Linked DNA regions of Mus musculus: regions 1 and 3 are each linked to region 2. The links are chromatin contacts, called in public HiChIP or PLAC-seq and promoter capture Hi-C maps. All regions are on one chromosome and are shown on one strand. Each heading gives the region's core, a stretch centred on a gene start, on an enhancer-like site or on the middle of the called end of the contact. The rest is flanking DNA. Distances are from core to core; before and after follow the strand shown.

Region 1 (2,887 bases), core at 293-2,792, 330 kb before region 2:
TATGCATATAATTTTACACTTTTTTTTCTTTTTCTTTCTTCCTTTTTTTTTTTTTTTTTTTTTTGCGGGGGGGGGGGCAACAGCACACTACTAGGCAGTTGTGGGGCTGGGTTCAAATGAGTAACTCCCAGTGGCCAGAGGAAAATATTTTCCACTAGCTGTGCCATGTACATTTGTGGGGAGGAAGGTTATGCCATTGGAATTAACTTTTGATTTTTCTCTTTTAAAATACAAGTCCTTGATGGCCAGAGGGATGGCTCAGCAGGCGAAGGTGCCTGCTGCCAAGCCAGATAAATGGCCTGAGTCTGACCCCTGGGGCCCACATGGTGGAGAAAGAATGGACTCCCTCAGGCTGTTCTCCAAGCTTACACCCTGACATCTGCACTCACACCCCATGTAGAAATCGGAAAACAGGGGCTGGAGAGAGATGGCTAGCTGGTCGAGAGCCATTTACTGCTCTTGCAGAGGACTCTAGGTTCAGTTCCCAGCCCCTAACATGGCAGCTCACAACCATCTGTAACTCCGGCTCCAAGGATCCAACCTGCCTGAGGGCACAGGCACACAGGTCATGCACACGCAGGCAGGCAGGCAGGCAGGCGAACATCCAAACATAAAATAAAAACGAAGGAATTCTTAAGAAATGAGGCAAAGCTCAGGGAGAATTAATCAGGGAAATCTCTATTGTCACCCTTGGCCTGGTAGTGATTAGTGTCCCGCACTAAGGCTTGATAAGTGACAAAGAAACTTTGACAATCGCCAAAATCACATGTGTGCCCTTCAACAAAAGACTGGCACCCCCAGGGCACTGTTTTCATGATTTCTCTGTGTTCCTATTGTTATCTCTGCCCACCTTGGATCTTTCACTGGATAAGGTAGACTGACTATGTGACCCCAGCCCTGTGTCCGGTTGGCTCCTGGGTGGCAGCTCCTCTTCTGATTAGAACCCATCAGGGAGTAAACTAACCACACTGCCACAAGTCCAGAGTTCAGTACTAGAAACCCTCTAGCAAACCCGATGGGATTCACTATTTGTCGGGTTACGCTGACTTGTCATTCGTGTGCTACAAATGAGGAGGCAAGGTCCAAGAAGGGCAAGGGCTGATGTTCCTTACCAGCGACTCACTGCAGAACATTATTGTTCAGTGGTATAGAAGTTCTTCCTATCTACCACTTTGGCACAAATGACCGAAGCTGTGACTTCTGTTCAATGTTAAACTGCTTTAAACAGGTTAACTTTCCCACAGTCACAAAACCTGTAAGCAGCGGAGATAAGACTTGGACACAGAATAGAGGGATGGCTTAGCAGTTATGAGGATGCTTTTCCCAGCATCCAATCAGGTGGCCCACAACCTCCTATAACTAAACCTCCAGGGGACCTGCTATCTTCCTCTGGAGTCCACAAGCACATGTGCACACACACACACACACACACACCCATAATTAAAAAGAAAAATAGATCTTAAACACACACACACCACCACCACCACCACCACGGCCCTCTGAGTCATAATAGAGGTGTGTTACAAGTAACAGACAAGTCCTTGTGGCCTTCAGGACGCCGTGGAATATCACTGGCACTGGAAAACAAACTTGAGACCACTTGTGCCACCTCAGCCCATATATCACATGGGACAGAGGTATCAAGAAGCGGGGGTACAGTGCTTGCCTGGCAGGCACACCGAAAGAGCTGAGTGTGCTGCCAAGAAACCAAGTGTTTAAAATGTTGATTCCGGATGAAGAGGAAGCCTGAAAGATGACTTCAACACGGCCTTTACTTGGGCTGAGAGGTAGCTGATCTTGTTTGAAATCCACAGACTAGAAGACACTTGGTGAGAGCAGAGAGAGCAGTAAGCTGGAGGCTTAACTGGACGCTAATTCTCTTGGAAAGCAACACTCACCAAGTCTAAAGTCCTAATGCTCCACTTTAACCTCATGGAAAGAACGCTGCCCAGGGTTGCTTAGCTACCTGACTCCTGCGGTGCCAACAGCTGTGATATACTTAAGGAACTTAACGGCTCATAAACCGGTTTCCTCAGCTAATAGCCCTCATTTGACAACTATGCTGCCTATAGTGACTTTTTTTGTGTCTTACTCGCCCCAAGCCATGGCTGGCTTCAGACTTCTGAGCCTCCTGCCTCCACCTCCTAAGTGCATTTCTTCAACCATAAACTTTAGTGAGTCATCTCTGTTGCCATTCCAGCAGAAAACGGTGCTATGGATTGGGTGTGGTCTGTGTTCTCTACTGTCACAGAAGCCTTGGCCGTGAGATGCCTGGTGCTCTTAGAAACATGACTCATTGGTTACTAGGGTTGACCAGGTCTATCTGGCTGAGCGGCGACCCCTTCCTTCTCCACTCTTCCCTGCGTCACTCCAGAAACAAGCATCTCCCTCTTCACTAACTGCCTGGGTCAGATACTCTGTTATAAGGGCACAAAGCTGACTAGCAGAAAAAATATATACGCTATTTTCATACCGGGGGTGGGGCGGGGGGGGGGAGAATCATTCATTTTGGAGGTCTCCCACGCTCTGGGCCCACACCCACGAAGGATGGGCAGCAGTAACTGGACCTAACAGGAAGTTATAAAGCAAAATGAGGTTGAGAGGGGTAAGCTGGAGGGCAAAAGTGGGGAGCAGCCATGATCATATTTCCTTGTATATCTGTATGAGGTGCTTAACAATAAAGCAAGCATTTTTTTCACTGTCTTCATGGTGTCAGAAAATAGGTCTTCCATGTTCTTTTCCCCCAAAGTAGAAAAGTCCTAAACATATTTTTAGTAAATAACCTAGTTATGCATATAATTACACTTCCTCATAAAATATTCATAAAGCACAGGCATGGAAAAGATATCCCATTTTATTTTATTTATTGTTTATTATTATTTTTTAC
Region 2 (2,818 bases), core at 174-2,673:
TCAAAAGGCTTTCCTCTTCATTCAACATTCAACACTTAAGGGGGGGGTGCGTGGTGGGGGGATTGAGAGTTTGAGACCAGTTTGTGCTGAATACCAAGTTTCAGGACATCTTGCACTATAAAGCAAAACTGTCACAATATAAAACAAAACAACAAAAATTCCAGATACCCCAAATCAAATAAAGCAAAATAACACCATACATGAAGACTCAGGAATTAAGTTTTAGACAGGCTCTGACAAAAAGCTCATTGCCACCGGTCAATGATGGTGCACACCTTTAATCCCAGCACTCAGGAGGCACAGGCAGGAGGATCTCTGTGAGTTCAAGGCCTGGAACGTGATCTACAGAGCACATTCCAGGACAGCCAAGGCTACACAGACAGACCCTGTCTCAGGGGGGGAAAAAGTACATTGCCATTGCTATGGAGACAAATGTTGGCCGAGACACAAAAGTGGAAAGCGTATGGAGAGAGATTGATGGTCAAACTAACCCTTTTTCTGATTATAAAAGCTGAAAGGGGGCTGGAGAGATGGCTCAGAAGTTAAAAGCACTGGCTGCTCTTTCAGAGGTCCCGAGTTCAATTCTCAGCAACCACATGGACACTCACAACCATCTGTAATCGATCTGATGCCCTCTTCTGGCAAGCAGGTAGATGTGCAGATAAAGCACTCATACGTAAAATAAATAAATCTCAAAAAGGGAAAAAACAATACCTTAAAATGTAATCTGAAAAAAAAAAAAAAAAAGTGGAAAGGCCAAAGATGACTTTCTTCCACCCTAGAACACAGCCCAAGAAAGCTTTTCCCCTCAACATTCAACACGAGAGCCCTACCTGTCTGATTTATCCCTGGATGCGATCCGGGCAGCGTCAGGTTTCCCCTGACCCACCACACTGTTTCTTCATTCAGGAAGCTTTTTAGGAAACCCCGAAGCTTGGGGTTCCACGTGTGGGCTAGGCGTCCTCTCTGGGCGTGGCAGTAGTTATCTGCTTCCTGGAAGTCACAGAAAAGTCTGTTAAGCTGATAGCAGCTGTTTCCCCCATGTTGCTCCCGGATGCTTGGTTTACGTCCCAAAATATCACCCAGAATGACACCGATTCTAATGTACAGCCAGAGCCAGGACCGCCTCTGCAAGAGCATTTTTCTCTCTGTGCCGAGTGAGAAGAGAGAAGATGTACGGAGGCTCGAGTGAGAAGAGAGATGTACGGAGGCTCGAGTGAGAAGAGAGAAGATGTACGGAGGCTTGGCAGCTGCCTGGGCTTTTAAATAGGACTCAGTGAGTTTGTCAGAATCGTCCGTATTGTTCTTTTGTGGGTTGGGAACAACCTGCCAAGGAGATAAAGGTTTTGTTTTGTTTAGGGAAGCTATTTCTCACCGGCTGCAAATGAATAGCAAACGGGGCTTTACAGTCGGGGGCACCAATGTCTCCATCTGTGTCTACACGCCCAGATGTATCTTTAGCAAATAAAGACCCATTATGACGCCAAAGCTACCTGCAAGCAGGGAGAGGTTGGTGGATATCGAAACCAGTGTTACTAGACTTGGCGAGCTTAGTTCTTAAAGCATGGGCTCTAACACAGAACCTTATGCACTCTATACAAGCACCCTAGCAATGAGGTATGTGTCCAGAAAAATGGATACTTTTTTATGAAAAGGAAAACTTTCTTTTGTTGTTGTTATTTTCAAGACAGGGTCTCACTATGTATCCCTAGCTGTCCTGGAACTCACTATGTAGACCAGGCTGGACTTGAACTCAGAGAGATCCACTTGCCTCAGCCTCTTGAGTGTTGGTATTAAAAGTCTATCTATCTATCTATCTATCTATCTATCTATACACACACACATATATACATACACACACACACACACACACACACACACACACACACATATATATATATATATATATATATATATATATATATATCCTCTTTTTTATCTATTCATCTGTCATCTGTTTACAGGCACCTGAGCCACTGCTGTAGCTTGGCTATGGTTAACAGTACTGAGTATTAATATGGACACACAGGCTCTCTTCTGAGTGCTGACTTCATTCCCTGTGGGTATACACCTAGTCTTCATATAGCAGAGTCATATAGCATCCTTGTAGTTTGTTTTTTTAGGAACCTCCCTATTGTTTGCTACAGGTTACACGTGGTTACACTCCCACCAACAGTGTATAAAGGTAACTTTCCCCGATTTTGATGAGGGCCATTCTGAGTGACGTGAAATGGATTCCCAGCATAGCTTCGGGTTGTATTTTCCTGATGGCTGAGGATGAAGGGTTAATGGTGTCTAAGCAGCAGCTGGGCTGAGAGGCTCTGGGCAGGAAAGTTGATTGACAGATGACATCTATGGAAGCTCCTAATCAGGAGATCCACACAAACCCGCTGGGAGCTACCACTTCCTGACTACAGGGGAAATGACCTGCAGATGGACTGGGCTCTTCTGCCCCCAAGACCCCAACTCCACATGTACATGGTCCTTGTTCCTGCGGAGAGACCATCACCTTTCATTGTGCTGAGAAAAGGACAAAGTGTTCCCAGGGAAGGCCAGTTTATTTTTTTATTTCTGTGGCAACTCAGTCTAACACAGGGTGTGTAGCATCTCCCCTCCCCATATTTACCAGCTGTCTGAGAAGTGTCAGCTCAGATCATTTGCCATTTATTGACTGCATTACTTATTCTCCTAATAACTTTTTTTGGGAGTCCCTTTATACATCCTGGATACAATCCTTTGCCAGAATACTGGGCTGACAAGGAGAGTATTTATTTGAAAAACTCAATCATAGGGGGCTGGAAAGATGGCTCCATGGTTA
Region 3 (3,058 bases), core at 503-3,002, 280 kb before region 2:
GAGTAGGTATCATCTTGTGGGAGTGAGCTTTGGAGTTTCAGAAGCTCAAGCCAGGCCCAATGGCTCACTCATACTTCCTGTTATCTACCAAAGCAAATATATCAAACTGTGAGGTGCCTTTCCAGCACCACATCTGTCTGTGTGCCACCATACTCCGCACCAAGCATGATGACAATGGGCAAACCTATAAACTGTAAGCCAGCCCAAGTTAAATGTTTTCCTTATAAAAAAGTTGCTATGGTTACAATATCTCTTTACAGCAACAGAAACCCTGACTAAGAGCCAGATATTGTGGTGCACACCTTTAGTCCCAGCTCTTGGGAGGCAGAAACAAGATCTCTGTGAGTTCAAGGCTAGCCTGGTCTACATAGAGAGTTCCAAGACAGCCGAAGCTACAAAATAAGACATTGATTCAAAAAAATAAAATAAAACTAATACAACAACAAATAAAAAAGAAATATAACGGGTTGGAGAGATGGCTCAGTGGTTAAGAGCACCGACTGCTCTTCCAAAGGTCCTGAGTTCAAATCCCAGCAACCACATGGGGGCTCACAACCATCCGTAATGAGATCTGACACCCTCTTCTGGAGTGTCTGAAGACAGCTACAGTGTACTTAGATATAATAATAAATCTTTTAAAAAAAGAATTAAAAAAAAAAAGAAATATAACATACTTACCTATAAAGACAAGTTATAAAGGTTAGTCTTTTATATTTGAGTAACTATAGTACACTGACACAACAGGATTTAATTAAAAAAAAAAAAAAAATATATATATATATATATATAATGAAAACAGTAATCACTACAAAAGCTGCATACAAACACCTGCATCAAAATAAGAACCAAAGAGGAGATGGTACACCAAAAATAAACCAACACCTGGGCTTGCCTTCCTCCTGCTCAGTTTAGTTGTCTGTTGGGCTTGCTGTTATAACCCATGCTAGCATAGAAATCCTGACAATTGTGCCTTAGCCTCCAAAGTAGTGGACTTCTAAATCTGTCCTACCATGTCCAGCTCAATATGTCTTCTAATTACCAGTTGTTGTTGCTGCTGCTGCTACTAACACGGGGGCCAGAGGAGAACATACAGCACATAAGACACACAGTATTAAACTTTTTATCAGTACTTATTTAGGCAGCAGAGTTTTCTGAGACAAGGCCTAGATACAGAGAACTGGCTGCCCTGGAACTCACTGTGGAGTCTGGATTCATCTCAATCTTGCAATGGCCTTGCTCTCTACATCTCCCAACAGCTGGAATTTTAAGTACAGGCCACTGTAATGGTTTGTGTACATGCTCAGCCCAGGGAGTGGCAATATTAGAAGGTGTGGCCCTGTTGGAGTGGGTGTGGCACTGTGAACACGGGCTTTAAGACCCTCATCCTAGCTGCGTGGAAGCCAATCTTCCACTAGCAGCCTTCAGATGAAGATGTAGAACTCTCAGCTCTGCCTGCACCATCCTGCCTGAATGCTGCCATGCTTCCACCTTGAGGAAAGGACTGAAGCTCTGAACCTGAAAGCCAGCCATAAATATATGTTGTCCTTTATAAGACTTGTCTTGGTCATGGGTTCTATTCACAGCAGTAAAACCATAACTAATACAGAAATTGGTACCAGGAGTGGGGTACTGCTGTGATAGACCTGACCATACTTTTGTCTGGAAGTTTGGGGACCTTGGATTTGGGAAGCAGTGGAATGCTTTAAATGGGGCTTGCTTGATGGGTTATCCTAGTAGGAATGTGGAAGGCTTTGTTAGTAAGAGTGATTTGAATTCTTCAGACCTCGCCCAAGAGGTTTCAGTGGAGAATTTCTATATGTAGCCTAGAGACTGTTTTTGTAGTATTATGTGGTTACTTTTTGCCCTTGTCTGAAGAGTCTCCTGAGGTTAAGGTGAAGAGACTCAGATTAAACTGCATTGACAAAGGAAGTCTCAAAAAAGCCCAGCAGAGACTGTGTACTCTGGTTAAGTTTCATGAAGAACATTGTAAACAAGCATAGCAAGCTGAGAAAAGAAAAATACAAAATATATGGTTCGAGTATTAAAGGGGCACGAGGAAGTGAAAATGGAGTTGAATCCTGTGTTCAAGGATATTAAATTGAATTAAGGGAGTAGTGACCTAGGGGCAAGATCCCATCCAGCTAAATTTAGATCAAGGCATGCTACTACAAGCCTTTAATCCCTGGAGGCAAAGACAAGCAGATCTCTGAATTCAAGGCCAGCCTAGAACAGAGCAAGTTCTAGGTGAAGAAAAACTTAAATCTAGGCTTGGTGGACCACATCTTTAATCCCAGTGCTTAGAAGACAGGCATGCAGATCTCTGAGTTCAAAGTCAGTCTACAGAGCAAGTTCCAGGACAGCCAAGCTTAGGCAGTGAAACAGTTAGAAAACAGAAGGCTGGTGATAATGTAATATAGCAAGGGGGTCATGTTCCAGCCCCAGCAAATGGCAGCTTTGGCCATGTGGCTCTCTGGCTTTAGAGTCCAGAATAGAAAGGACTACTGGGACAATTGATGCAGGTTAGCTGGAACTAAGAAATTAGTGGTGATTAAGAAGAGACCAGCATTACTGAGGTGAAATCTTCTGGGAAGTGTTTTCTGAGAGCACAAAGAAGCTTTGTTCCAGAGATAGCCAAGGTTGTACCTCGTGCTGCAACTATACTTGGTAATGTATAAGAGTTACCCAGGTGTTACTGGTTTTGAAGGCATGAAGGGGTCATGGAGAGCAGCTGAGGTTTGGTACTGTGAGAGGTCATAGAAGGCCATTGGTAAAGGTATAGCCTCAGTTGCAGTTGACAGCCTAGGACTGAAGGGGTCATGCAAAGGATTTGAGGCTTGGCAACATGAAGAGAGCCTATGAGAGGCTATTGGTGAAGCCTAGTTGCAGCTGAAGACCCCAGTGTATTGAAGATGCCAGTACCATGAGGGATCACCAAGAACAGCAGCAGCAGTGGAGTGGATCAACCTGAGCTTAGAGTGCTACAGAAGACAAAGCTGGAGAAGTGATGCCAGCCCTTGGGAGGAGCCCACAAGATCATATGTGGATCCAGACACTGAAG

The links. Promoter capture Hi-C pulls out the DNA fragments that hold promoters and counts their contacts. HiChIP or PLAC-seq counts read pairs in DNA pulled down with a chosen protein or histone mark.
Region 1: a contact with region 2 is called in a promoter capture Hi-C map of embryonic stem cells, with 2.1 times the contacts expected there. The contact joins the enhancer-like site here to the promoter of Pkd1l3 in region 2. A contact is called at or near these places in 10 of 39 promoter capture datasets (3T3-L1-derived adipocytes, the C10 cell line, the HPC-7 cell line and 5 more), 1 of 115 datasets of contacts at active chromatin or transcription factors (bone marrow-derived macrophages) and 2 of 9 other capture datasets (embryonic stem cells and liver).
Region 3: a contact with region 2 is called in an H3K27ac HiChIP or PLAC-seq map of embryonic stem cells, with 3 times the contacts expected there. The contact joins the enhancer-like site here to the promoter of Pkd1l3 in region 2. A contact is called at or near these places in 7 of 39 promoter capture datasets (3T3-L1-derived adipocytes, the C10 cell line, hematopoietic stem and progenitor cells and 2 more), 1 of 15 datasets of contacts at CTCF or cohesin (the NIH/3T3 cell line), 3 of 115 datasets of contacts at active chromatin or transcription factors (bone marrow-derived macrophages, embryonic stem cells and fetal liver) and 2 of 9 other capture datasets (adipose tissue and liver).

What each region holds. Positions count from the first base shown.
Region 1 is chr8:109,944,621-109,947,507 of GRCm38.p6, reverse strand. It overlaps Phlpp2 (PH domain and leucine rich repeat protein phosphatase 2), which reads right to left. Exons shown (of 19, transcript NM_001122594.2): 19 at 2,837-2,887. Among named protein-coding and RNA genes, the nearest start is that of Marveld3, 16 kb to the left of the region's middle. Within about 2 kb of position 1,542, at least 74 of the 459 cell types and tissues checked have an H3K27ac peak or open chromatin away from gene starts, as enhancers often do.
Region 2 is chr8:109,612,839-109,615,656 of GRCm38.p6, reverse strand. Pkd1l3 (polycystic kidney disease 1 like 3) reads right to left here and starts at 1,423. Exons shown (of 33, transcript NM_001286454.2): 1 at 834-1,423. The coding sequence starts at 1,140.
Region 3 is chr8:109,889,700-109,892,757 of GRCm38.p6, reverse strand. All of the region lies in intron 2 of Phlpp2 (PH domain and leucine rich repeat protein phosphatase 2), which reads right to left. Among named protein-coding and RNA genes, the nearest start is that of Phlpp2, 23 kb to the right of the region's middle. Within about 2 kb of position 1,752, at least 9 of the 459 cell types and tissues checked have an H3K27ac peak or open chromatin away from gene starts, as enhancers often do. A contact at or near this core is called in embryonic stem cells, where this site is marked.